2 separate regions of the Mus musculus genome follow, and region 2 is linked to region 1. The links are chromatin contacts, called in public promoter capture Hi-C maps. All regions are on one chromosome and are shown on one strand. The core of a region is the stretch at or near the end of the contact, and the rest is flanking DNA. Distances in the headings are between cores, read along the strand shown. Region 1 holds the start of G430095P16Rik (RIKEN cDNA G430095P16 gene). Region 2 overlaps Nfix (nuclear factor I/X).

Evidence for each region. Promoter capture Hi-C pulls out the DNA fragments that hold promoters and counts their contacts.
Region 2: a contact with region 1 is called in a promoter capture Hi-C map of neural stem cells. The contact joins the enhancer-like site here to the promoter of G430095P16Rik in region 1. A contact is called at or near these places in 20 of 39 promoter capture datasets (3T3-L1-derived adipocytes, the C10 cell line, the HPC-7 cell line and 11 more), 2 of 15 datasets of contacts at CTCF or cohesin (the NIH/3T3 cell line and embryonic stem cells), 20 of 484 Hi-C or Micro-C datasets (the AML12 cell line, the C2C12 cell line, the G1E-ER4 cell line and 15 more), 23 of 115 datasets of contacts at active chromatin or transcription factors (the HPC-7 cell line, the SCID.adh cell line, acute myeloid leukemia and 18 more) and 4 of 9 other capture datasets (adipose tissue, embryonic trunk, liver and 1 more).

What each region holds. Positions count from the first base shown.
Region 1 is chr8:84,721,806-84,727,747 of GRCm38.p6, forward strand. It overlaps G430095P16Rik (RIKEN cDNA G430095P16 gene), which reads left to right and starts at 1,252. Exons shown (of 2, transcript NR_169084.1): 1 at 1,252-1,466; 2 at 4,584-5,041. It overlaps Nfix (nuclear factor I/X), which reads right to left. Exons shown (of 11, transcript NM_001371053.1): 4 at 5,800-5,874; 5 at 5,319-5,439; 6 at 4,664-4,800; 7 at 1,923-2,045; 8 at 1-13.
Region 2 is chr8:84,764,769-84,770,121 of GRCm38.p6, forward strand. All of the region lies in intron 2 of Nfix (nuclear factor I/X), which reads right to left. Among named protein-coding and RNA genes, the nearest start is that of Nfix, 33 kb to the right of the region's middle. Within about 2 kb of position 1,768, at least 38 of the 459 cell types and tissues checked have an H3K27ac peak or open chromatin away from gene starts, as enhancers often do. A contact at or near this core is called in cerebral cortex, cortical glia, cortical neurons and 5 more, where this site is marked.

The DNA of each region.
Region 1 (5,942 bases), core at 2-2,501:
GCCCGGGGGCTCCCTGTGTGCACACAGGCAGGGGAGAGAAAGGGTGTGAGAACAGCCACGTGGAAAAGCAAGACACAACGGCTGGCAAAAGGGCTGAGGGTCCTGAGGAAGAGGCAGGATGGGGCAGAAGCACTGTGTCAGGCACAAAACGCCTCAGTCATCTAAGTTAAAAAAAAAATCAATGCAATAAAATAAAATAAACTGGCAGGCTAGTACCTGAGGGCCAGCTGCTTGCTTTTATAAATACTGTTTGCCGGGAGCTGGCGTGGGGGTTAGCTGAGGCAGGTGAACAGCCAGCTACCAGCGCAGGGTTGGGTTGGCCTATTTAAAATTGTTAGGATGTTGCTTTTCTGGTTGGTTTGTTGCTATCTTGTAGCCGGGGCTGAACTTGATGACCTTAAATTCTGGACCCTCGCAGGCACGTGCTGGGCACTTTCTTGTTGTTTGTTTTCGGATGGTTGATTTTCTTTTGTCTTTGCAGTACTGGGGTGTGCTTTCTGCCACCACGCCTCAGTCCCAGCAAACTGTTACAATGTTACTTGCTTCTCATAAGGTTTTGCTCTTGTTTGGTTTTTGAGACAGTCATAGGGCCTCCAATTCTTGATCCTCCTGCCTCAGCCTCCTGTGTGCTGGGATTTCAGGTGTTAGACTCACCCTATGCTTTGCAACTGTTTTTACTGTTTAGAAACAACACACTAATATGTTACTTATTGCCGGTTGAGTTTTTTTAGTATCCTTGACATTTTCCTTCTTTTACCCTTGGCAAACACCTCACTTGCCCCGTCCTAGGTGTGAGCCTGCCTGAAAGGACCGACACCAGATTACCACAGCCCCGTGGTCTCTGGACAAGCAGACCCTGCCTGTGCAGGATCGGCACCCGGCACACACACAACTCCAAATGTGTAAGTGGATGCTTAGGCCCCCCTCATGTGTTGGCCCTGCCGCTGTGAACTCACAGTTCCTACCCCTGTACAGGCCTCAGCTCTTCCTCAAGTTCTCCCCCTTCCTGTCTGTTTCCAATCAGCTCACTCTTGCTCTCAGTTTCATTAGGGGGCTGAGGAAACTTGGCTTCTCTCTGGAGTTCATAAAAATGGAGCGCAGCAGGGTGGAGCCTGCCTCCCTCCTGCCGCCTGCACAAGGCCTGGGCTCCCTGCCCCCACCTTGTGGCCACCACACCCTGCCCCAGTGCTGGCTGCCTCTGGGCTCTAAGCCAGGAGGCCCCAAGGAGGAAGCCGGGAGGTAAACCTCCCTGTCGCGTCCTACAGAAGAGAAGAGAGGCATGGCAGATACAGGGCCATGTGCAAACAAAAGCCAGGCCTTTGCTGCCAGATGGGTGCTGAGGCGGAAGCAGCACGTGCAGGAGGGCCAGGTTCCCGGGTATCCTGCCTGGCCCCACCCTCAGGAAGATCCAGCATCTTCTCAGGGCCTGAAGATGCCCTCAGAGCAGCAAGACAGTCCTTTTCATGGTGAGCCTTGTCCTTCTGGCCCAGCCCTTCACTTCTGGGAAAAGCAGGGAGGCCCAGATTTGGTGCCGGTTTGCTCTAGGACAGACACCAGGAACCTGGACTGCTGAGCAGTACTCTTTCTAATCCACAGGAGAGCAACTTGGCTCAACTACTTGCTGGTGGGGGAGGGGGAGGCTGCATGCAGCTCCCAGTGAGCATGTGCAGACCATGCACCCAACACAGACTTAACACAGCCAGAGTTAGCATGTGGGAGGGATTCTAGGAACCGAGTGGGCAGCCTGGTTCTCAGAGTTACACTGCCCATCCCATGCCACCCCACTGCTGTGCCACGACCCACTTGGGGAGCCCAGATCTATAACTTAGATTGATCCCTGGCCCCCTGTTGCTCCTGGCCAGCTGCCCCTTGCTGTGGCTGCCTCCCGCAGTGTCCCCTTAAGCCCCGCCCCCATCTCTCACCTGGTCTGACTCCAGCAAGCACAGGCAGCGGGTGGTGGGTGAAAGCCATGCGTGGGGAACTGCCCTGAGAGGAGAGGGCGCTGCAGAAGTCCAGCTTTCCTGACTTCTTTAGAGAAGCAGGGCCTGGGGGGAGGAAGCAGCAACACGCAGGTTTAGCTGGCTGGGGTAGGAAGCCAGCTAAGCAGCCCGCTCCTTCTCTTCTCAGCACCCAGCAGCCCTTCCTCCACCTCGGGCCCTGCTCTGCTCCTCCTGGGGCCTGACCTCAGGGGTGCAATCTGGCTACAGTTGCTTCTGCAGAGAGGAAAATGAGGCCCCTGGTAACATGTGGGAGGATATGCTGGGCAAGGGTGGCTGGCAGAGGAAAGCATCCTGCTCCTGACGGTCGATAAAGGAATTAAAATGGGTACAAGGCTGGCATCTAGGAAGGGATGCACGAGGAGCCCACAGATGCCTGCTGGAGAGCCATGAAAGGAGCCAGAGCGCCAAGGGTGGGACGCACAGGCTGGGGGCTGTGACAAGACACCCTGGCCTGAAGAAACCAGCACTCTCTTTCTGGAGAAAAGGAAAAGGGAAAGCATGGTTAGAAGCCCTCCAAAGCAGCAAAAGGAGAACAAAGGCAGGAGCCAGAGCTGGGAGCACCCTGGGAACAACTAGAGGCAAGGACTGCCCTGGCCATAGGGCTCAGAGAGTGGGGCTCTTCTCTGCCCTGTTGCCAAAGGCAAGGGCGGTATTAGCCAGAGACGGGTACAAAAAGACCCCCATCTGGGCTTTGCCTTTGACAGTCAAGAGATTGCAAGCCAACACCATCTCTGTCCAGTATGCACAGTTCCAGGTGACAGGCTGTCAAACAGCTCCCAGGAGCACACTCTTTCGGTATCTCTTATCCTGGACTTAGCTTCAAGGCCATGCCCAGACTGACCAGGCAAAGGTGGAGGTGAGGCAGACTTTGAGCTTCGATCTTTGAGGGATAAATCTATTTGTTTTTGATGGGAAAGGGGGCTGCAGAACAGAAACTCAGAGTTTCAACCACAGAGAGAATTGGGGGGAGGGGGGAGGGCGAGCTCCCAGCGACCAGCAGAGGTGTTATCTGGCGGCAGCTGTGTACCACCTGATAGCTGGCATGATGAGGAGGGGGGAGTGCCCCACCAGCTGTGCACAGCTGTCCCTGCTGCTGCACAGTGCCTACCCAGCTGTTCCCATCCTGCAGCTGGGCTGCTTAATTGGCGATTTGTCGCAGCCCAGGGAAACGACGACAAGTTGGGGTATAAGGGATTCTGGGGGCGCAGTGCATGGCAGAACTACCAGAAGCAGCAGAAATGGGCAGGCGGTAGAGCAGACAGAGGGCAGACTGCAGAAGCCTGGCAAGGGGGCTCTTGGGAACATGGAGTCACAGGCAGTCAGCGGGTCCTCAAGGTACCCTAGCAGCAGTCCTTGCAGATGTCACCTGCCCAAGGGCGAGTCTGGCTGGGACCTGGCACACAGCAATCTTCAAACTTCTCAGCTCCCTCTCTACCCACCTCCAGAGATTCCCCTAGGGGTGTGTGTAGGTCACACTGGCCCAGACCCTGTCTGCCACAGGGAGATCCTGTGAGGGACCTCCAGGTCATGCTGGGGGTGCCTTTCCACAGAGCAGTCCCCATTGGTGCTCGAGAGGGTGGCAAGTCCACTCCCTCTGCCTAAGACCAGGAGGTCAGCTTTGCTTGTCGTTGCACGGGAAGCAGAGCCAAAGCCAGAGGCTGCACCAGCTCTCTCAGCCCGTTCTCTACCAGACACCTGGTTCAAACCATGAAGGCCGGTCCCCAGCCCTATCCAGAGTGTCCCCAGCTCCATCTACACTGGGCAAGTTCTGTATCCACTGTACGTACGATGGCAGGTCTGCACTTTCAGGTCCCAATGCCTCAAGGACATTCACAGCTTTTGGTGTGTATAAATCTGTCCCTCTGGGCTTCTAGGCTGCCTATCTGACCAGCCTGTCCTGGAGCAGCCCTTGGCTGGACTCAGCAGGAAGCCAGCTCAGTGAGGACTGGGAAGGTCTAGGCTGCTTCCTCTGGGCTCGACAGAATCTCTGTTCTTTGCTAGTTTCCCAAGACAGTTCTGCTCTTCCACACCCTCAGTTCTAAGCTTCTCTGTAAAGCTGGGCCCCAGGGCTAGGGTTAGTCTACTTCAAATCTGTCTCCCCGAGGGAGGGCACCCGGCAATGTCTAAGGACATTTATAGTCATCCAATAGGCTGGCCGGATGCACCCTGTAATCCCAGCACTTGGGAGGCTGAGGTAAGGGCATTTAGAGCGTGAGGCCAGCCTAGCTGTTACATAGCTAGGCCCTGTTGCAAAACAAAAACAACCGACTAAAGAAGGGGTAGATGTTTGCTACTGGCATCTAGTGGTGGAGCCAGGAATGCTACTGAGTACCTTCCAAAACAAAGGCTGCCCTTGCCTCAGGAAGCCAAGTGGCCTCACACACAACCCTGGGCCCAACTGGGGGAAATGATTTAATCCAGGGAACCACAAGGCTAGGCAGGTCTCTAGAGGCAAGGGATCTATGAAGAAGAGGCCATGCCCTCAATAAATGGTACTATAGGCTTGGTAGCCGTCTGCTCTACCCACAATGCCGATAGGTCAGCTAGCAACTCTGAGCTCCTCATCCCGCTCCTTGCCATCAGCCCGAGAGCCTGAAAGTGCCATCCAACAAACGAGGCCACCGGAAGCAGGGGCTGTCACACCACCACTGCCATGCCCATACCTGCATCCACGTCATTGGGCCATCCGCTAGACTGGCTGCTGCCAGCGGCCGGAGAGCGGCCTGTCCCAGGATAGAACACATCATCTACTGGACTCTCCATCTCACTGTCGTCGATGGACTTGGGGCGCTTGGTGCTGCTGAGGAGGAGGAGGAAGAAGAAGAAGAAGAAGCAAGTCAAGTGGGCCAAAGTTCCAGGCACCCCAGTTCTAGGAGCAGAGCATCTCCAGACCTGCTCTCCCTCAGGTTGCCAGGACACCCTGAAGGACCATCAAAGAACAGGCAAAGCACCTTTATCTGCCTTCCACACCCCACCCACTCTTTCCTATTAGCTCTCAGCTGTGCCGTGGAACTCAGTCATTAAAGAGTGTTTTAAGCCAACAGTGGTGGCTCACATCTGTAATCCTAGTACTCAGAAGGCTGACACAGGGGGACTACAGTCAATTCCAGGTCAGCTAGTTGGGCCTGTCTTAAAAGAAGTAAATAAATTAAATTTTAAAATTCTAATGAAAGACGAAAAACAAACACCAAAGGCTGGAGGAGGTGGCTCAGAAGTTGAGAGCATGGACTGCTCTCGCAGAGACGCTGGCTTTGGTCCCCAGTACTCATGTCAGGGAGCTGTTGGCTAGGAAGAAGAAGAGCCGTCGTCCATGTTTACCTGGTGGAAGGAGGGGAGGTGATGGACCGCCTTCCCAGGGTCACTTGATTTATGTTGTAGTAGCTGGGGCTCTCCAGGTCCGCCAGTGAGAAGTTGGGCCCTGATGCAGTCGCAACTGGAGCTGGAAGACAGAGAGGTTGGTGAGACTGGAATACACTGCTGCGGGCCCTATGGACCAGGTTACCCTGAGCCTCTTCCTGGAAGCCCAGGAAGAGCCCCTGTGATGTCTAGGCTGCTGGGAAGGACCCTTTCCTGGGTGGGATTTCCTGGTTGGGGTATAAGGGAAGAATCTTTGGTTGTGGGTTTCCTGCCCCCCACCCCCAGTAGAGGTTAGAGACAGGATTCTCTGGGCAACGAACGGCTCCTCTCAGGGCCAAAGGGACAGAAAGTCTCCAAGATGTCATCAACATAGCCCTGTGAGATCTGAAAGCCACCTCTGAACCCTAGTCCTGGTCCCTGGCCCTGAGAGGACATCACTTACTCTGTGATACTCTCACCAGCTCTGTCACATTCCAGACCCCAGACGTCACAAAGCAGTCCTGGAAACTTAAGTGCCCTAAAGAAAGAAAATGGCTGTTGAGTGGAGGCAGACCATGATGGGGCGCCTAGCTATTTCCCCAGGGT
Region 2 (5,353 bases), core at 518-3,017, 43 kb after region 1:
GACCCAGGCACGCTTAGAGAGAAAAGGGGACAGCCTGATGCAGCCAAACCACCCTACCCCAGCCCCTCTGCCTTCTGGGACCCTGTTCTAATGCCAACAACCCTTCGGCTCAAATATGCTTAAAATGGCGACGGCGGCCTGTAGGGCCGGGCGTTTGTCGTGCAGTTTTCCATGGTGCCCTCAGTGCCAAGAAAAACCTACCATCAGAAATGCCATCAGCTATATTTATCTATCTCTCAGCCCCCCAGCCTCCTCCTCCCGTCTGCCAAGCAGGCCCTACGCAGCCCCCCCCCTCACCCAGTGGGCACACGTCCCTGTTGCTGATGACTGTGACCACCTGCCCAAGCCTGAGTCTCCACCACTCCCCCCCAGGGCCTGACAGTATGCACCACCATTCTTCCTGGTTGTGCTGGGGTCCATGCACAACGGTTTCAGGCATGCCCTTGGCAAGGGCTGGCCTAAATGTCCCTTGTCGTCGGCATCTGTGAACCAGGGTGATCCTCCATTTAGTTCCAGCCTCAACTCTGCTAATAGGGGCCTCCGCGGGGGCCATTCTGCCCTCAGCCCTATACAAGTGGCATGCCTGCTCTCTAGATTCCATTCTCACCCAGAAAGATGAGCAGTCACTAAGGAGACCTGCATCCCTCCCTCCATTCCTGCCTGGGGCAGGAAAGGCTCTGTCTGTTTTCAAAGACACCAAACACCCTTTAGCGAGAAGTTCGTATTATAGAGGTTTCATGCTCTCAGTCCAGAGAACCAGGAAGAAAATGATGGAATTGGGTGCCACTCCAGTCCTCAGGGGACACAAGGAACAGGGACAAGTCATTTACCGTCAGGCACTTGGGACCTTTCATGACTCCAGACACAGGCTTCAACGTGAGCTGGATTCCCCATCTGTGGGCCTAGTTGCTGAGAAGAGCCTCTCAGCGGTCCACTGTGGGATGAGTGCCCTGAGCCCTACACCTGCTCCGGGGGCCACGGGCACCCTCTGCCCAGCCACTGGTCCCTCCCTAACTGAGACAGAAGTCCCAGGGAGCCAGCTCCCAGAATGAAACAACCCAAATAAAAATTTTGAAACCCAGGAGCTCTTTCTCTGGGGGCCCCCTCCCCCTCCGCAGGCAAATGAAAACAAACAAGAAATCAAAGAGGCCTTTTGTGCAAGCCCTGCGCTGACACGCTGACACGGCTGGAGCCTTTGAAAAGGCTTCTGAATCAATCGGACAGTGAAGGATAAAATAACCTAAGCGTGGCAGCTCCTTCGAGAGGAAGGCAGAAAGGGCTGGGAGGCAGCTACCTTCTCCAGGCAAAAAAGTGGGGACACTCACTGCCACCGGACACTGGCGTGGAGAGAGAACCTGGCATGGGTCTCACTGCCTGTCTGTGCCCCATCTCTGCAAAAAGGAGCCTGACTTCCCTTCATGGCCTCCATGAACTGAGCTGCCCCCAAGGAAGCCCTGAAGGCCTTGCCTCTCACCAGCAAGGATTACCTCAGGTTCATGCCTACCGGGTATACTAGATGGAACTTTCTAGAAGCTATCACCTGGCTCCTGCCTGCTAAGCTCAGAAAGGATTTCCTACTTCCCAGAGCTCTGCGACCATAGGCTAAGTGTGCTCCTCATAAAGGACATTCTTCCACTCTCTTTGGCACAGCCAAAAAGTAAAACAATTCCTCGGGAAGTCCTTCTGGTGGCTAGCCCCCAACGCTCCTGCTGCAGAACAGCCTGTTTCCTCTGGGCTGATGACAGAGTACAGCTGGTCACTGTACCCATAATTCAGACTGGACCATCCAGCGGGCTTTGGCTCACTCATGGTCTGACGTCTGTAAGCACAAGCTCAGACAAAGCTGTTTCGTTTTCTCCCTCGTGTTACAGCTCTAGTCTAGTCCGCATAGAGAGCGCACTACCAGGACCCCTGGGACCCGCATGCAGTAAGCTTCCTGACTGGCTGGGCAGACAACACTGTGGACAAAGGGGACAGAAGCAGGTGGTCAAGGGCTCCATAAATAAGCCCAAGCCTGAAGAGGGGTCAGAGTAGTCTGTCCACAGTCAGGGCTGCAGGCCCTGTACTTGTTGAGGGCCTCTGCTATCCTGTTGCAGTTCCTAAGAACCGTGCACAGGAGCCAGGCACTGTTGTTTTGCTCTGAGATTTGAGTATTACGTAGCAGAAGGCCCTGAAGATGGCAAGTGCCCTAGGACTCTGGCAGGGCTGTGGACACTGAGGAGGCCACTGAGGAGGAGGGTGGGAAGGAGGGAAGCCGACACAGTGAGATCACCCTGCTTCTACCTGGACAACCCCAGGACAACAGGTGAAGGAGGCAGAGAGGCATGTTGGGTCGGGCTCAGTAAACCCTAACAGTGGTCACTGTGGCAGCTGCCATCCAAGGATGGCCTAGGTATAAGCTGACTCAAGCCTGTGAGACAGAGGAAATAAGACTTAACCACCAAAGCAATGGTGGCACTGCCTGCCTATAGAAACGTCTCAAGGGGACTCGACGTTGCATCACAAAATAACCCAGAGAACTTGCTAATGTCACTAACTGCGTTCCCGGACCCCACGGTCTCTGCCAACCCTGATACCAGATGGCGATGCCTTAAGACCCAGACAAGTAGGTAAGGAAGGGCCAGTGCTCAGGGTGGATCTCAAAAGGGAGCCAGGCTGTGCTGGTCTTTCCCACGTGCACCAGGCTCACCAGAAGGGTTGGGAACTCACAACAGTTTTAGAGCGTGAAGCAGGAACAAGCCATAGCCACTGCTGGTGGAGGCATCCTTGCTCACTCTCACTCGAGCCTCAAGGCTAGTGTGAATGCTAAGCTCAACTCCTGGGAGCAGCAGAATCAAACTGTAACATCTCATACTTAAAAGAACTTCGCAAGGCGAAGCCCGAGTTACTATCTCATTCCCTATGACAAATATGGCTGAGCCTGCCCGCCCCAGGGCCTGGTAGCACACTGGACCACAGAGTCCAGTATGCAGTGGTCCCACATGGGTGGAATGGCCCCCAGAACAGTCGTGAAGATCAGGAGGAGGGCAACGGTGACATGAAGCACCCACCAGTACCAGGCAGGGTGTTGGGGGGGGGGGCGGCCGTGGTCATGCAGGAACAATCTTATTTGGGTTCTCACTTAGATGAATTATAAACAAAAGCATATGTTGATAGCTGGGGAATGGAGGTACCATGACACAAAAGACTGCTGAGCTGTGTGCAGTGGAGCAGTCCTTTAATCCTAGCACCAGGGAGGCAGAGGCAGGGGGATCTCTGAGTTCAAGGCCAACCTGATTCCATAGTGAGCGTTCCAGGACAGCCAGAGATACACAGTGAGACCCTGTCTCAAAACAAACAAACAAAACAAAACAGAAACAAGCAAACAAAAAAACAAACAAAAAAACCACAAAATAACAAAAACAAAAAACCAAAAACAAAACACACATACAAAACTGACTTTTTGAAATCTCAGATGAGGACAGGCTGTGATACCCTGTCCTAGTGGGCAATGGGGACATGTATGATTTGAGCCTAATCCGAGTCAAGGACTCTAGGTCCTGTGATGGGTATAGGAGGCGCGCGCCTACCAAGAGGGGAAGAATTTTGATAGTTCTGAATTTCATTTTCTTTGCTAGGACTGAAACCAAGGTTTGGTTTGGTCTGTGAGGGTTGACCTCCGGGACTGTTGGCATGGCTGCCAGGCCTACTTGGCCACACCTCTCCACGATGCAGAGCCCTCCCGCCCCCACTCCTGCTGCCACACTGCCTGCTCTGGGACCCCCTTTCTGGATGAAAAGTCGTCCCAAGGAAATAGGCCTTCGCATCTCCTGGACAGGGTTTCTCGCTTCAGTCCTGCCTCAGCTTCCCCTGCTGAATGCAGACGGACGAGCAGGTGCATGGTGACCGTCCTTCACAGCAGATAGGTGGCTTTGTGGCAGCCTCTTAGAACAATTCTAGAAGTCACCCGTATCTGTCCTCACATTGTGCAATCTCTTGAATCTTCTGGGGCACAGGGGCCAGTGAGGGTCTGGGTGACAGTCGTACCTAGATGCAAAGTCAGATCCTCACGGCTCTTGCCATCTCGAGCAGGATCATAAAATCTGGCACCATCCACTTGGCCGCACCCAACTCTTCAACCCAGCTTCTATTTTTAAAAATTTGCTTGGTTTTTATGTGTCTGAGTGTCCTGCCTACCTATATGTCTGGGCACTGTGTGCCTGCAGAGGTCAGAAGAATGGGTCAGAGACTCTGGAACTGGGGTTATAGAGGGTTGTGAAGCCCTGCAGGCACACAAAACTCAGGTCCTCTGGAAGAGCAAGTGTTCTTAACCACAGAGCCATCTCTCTAACACCCAACCCTGGTCCCCATTTCTTACACTGTGGCTCAGCTGGGTATTTTTTTGGGGAAAGATAATGGAGAAGGTAAGGCCACAGAATCAATAGCAGTCAGAGGATGTTTTCTGTCACACCAGAACCACCCAGTGAGGAGCAGGCAATGAGGCCCAGTGAGTGAGTGGTCCTGGCCTTACCAATGCCTGAATTTCCTCCAAAAGGGTACCCTGAAATTCTAGCCAATCCGGTAAGAAATCCTGAACATTCAAAGTTACTGTCTAAAGTCTAGGCCTTGATTAACAAAGAATATGTCTTCAGTCATGTACCGAGTATTTGCTGCAGCTCGGTCAGTCTCGGCCTGGCCAGAAGCGGCCCTGGCAACACGCAGTGTACTATGAATTCACTCGTATTTCTGGACGAATGATCTCATTAGCTGGGGATAGAAAGCCTTGTGCCTTCCCTTGCCCCTTCCACCTGCCAGGTCAGTACAGCCAGGAGGCTGGCTGGGAAGTGGTTTCCTTCCTCACACACACCATCCACCTCAACTCCACACTGGCAGTGGTCAAGAATGTGGCCCAGGGCTGGTTGGTCCTATCTCTAATTCCAGCAGTCAGATGCAGAGACAGGCAGATCTCTAACAAGTTCAAGGCCAATTTGTTCTATATACCAAGTTCTAGGCTAGCCACAGCTACATAGTGAGACCCTGTCAAAAATAAATAAGTGAAGCAGCCTAAACTAAAAGGGCCCGAGAAACATGCAGCCATGAGGGTCTGAGTGCACAGGGCGGGCGGGCAGGGGGGGGGAGCCAGGCTAGGAGAAAGGGGGTGCTGACTTTTTCCACTTGGCTCTCTGGTTTCAAGCTCTAGGAGTGGAAGGTTCAGACTCCCTGAAGGAAGGAGGTATCTTTTAGATACACTGGTGAGCTCCTGCTCCAAGGTGCTCCCAGCATCCCCAAGGCTGACAGGCTCTCACCCTCCACAACCTGGCTTACTATACACACAGAGAATGAGGGGTGACAAACAAAACAAAACAAAACAAAC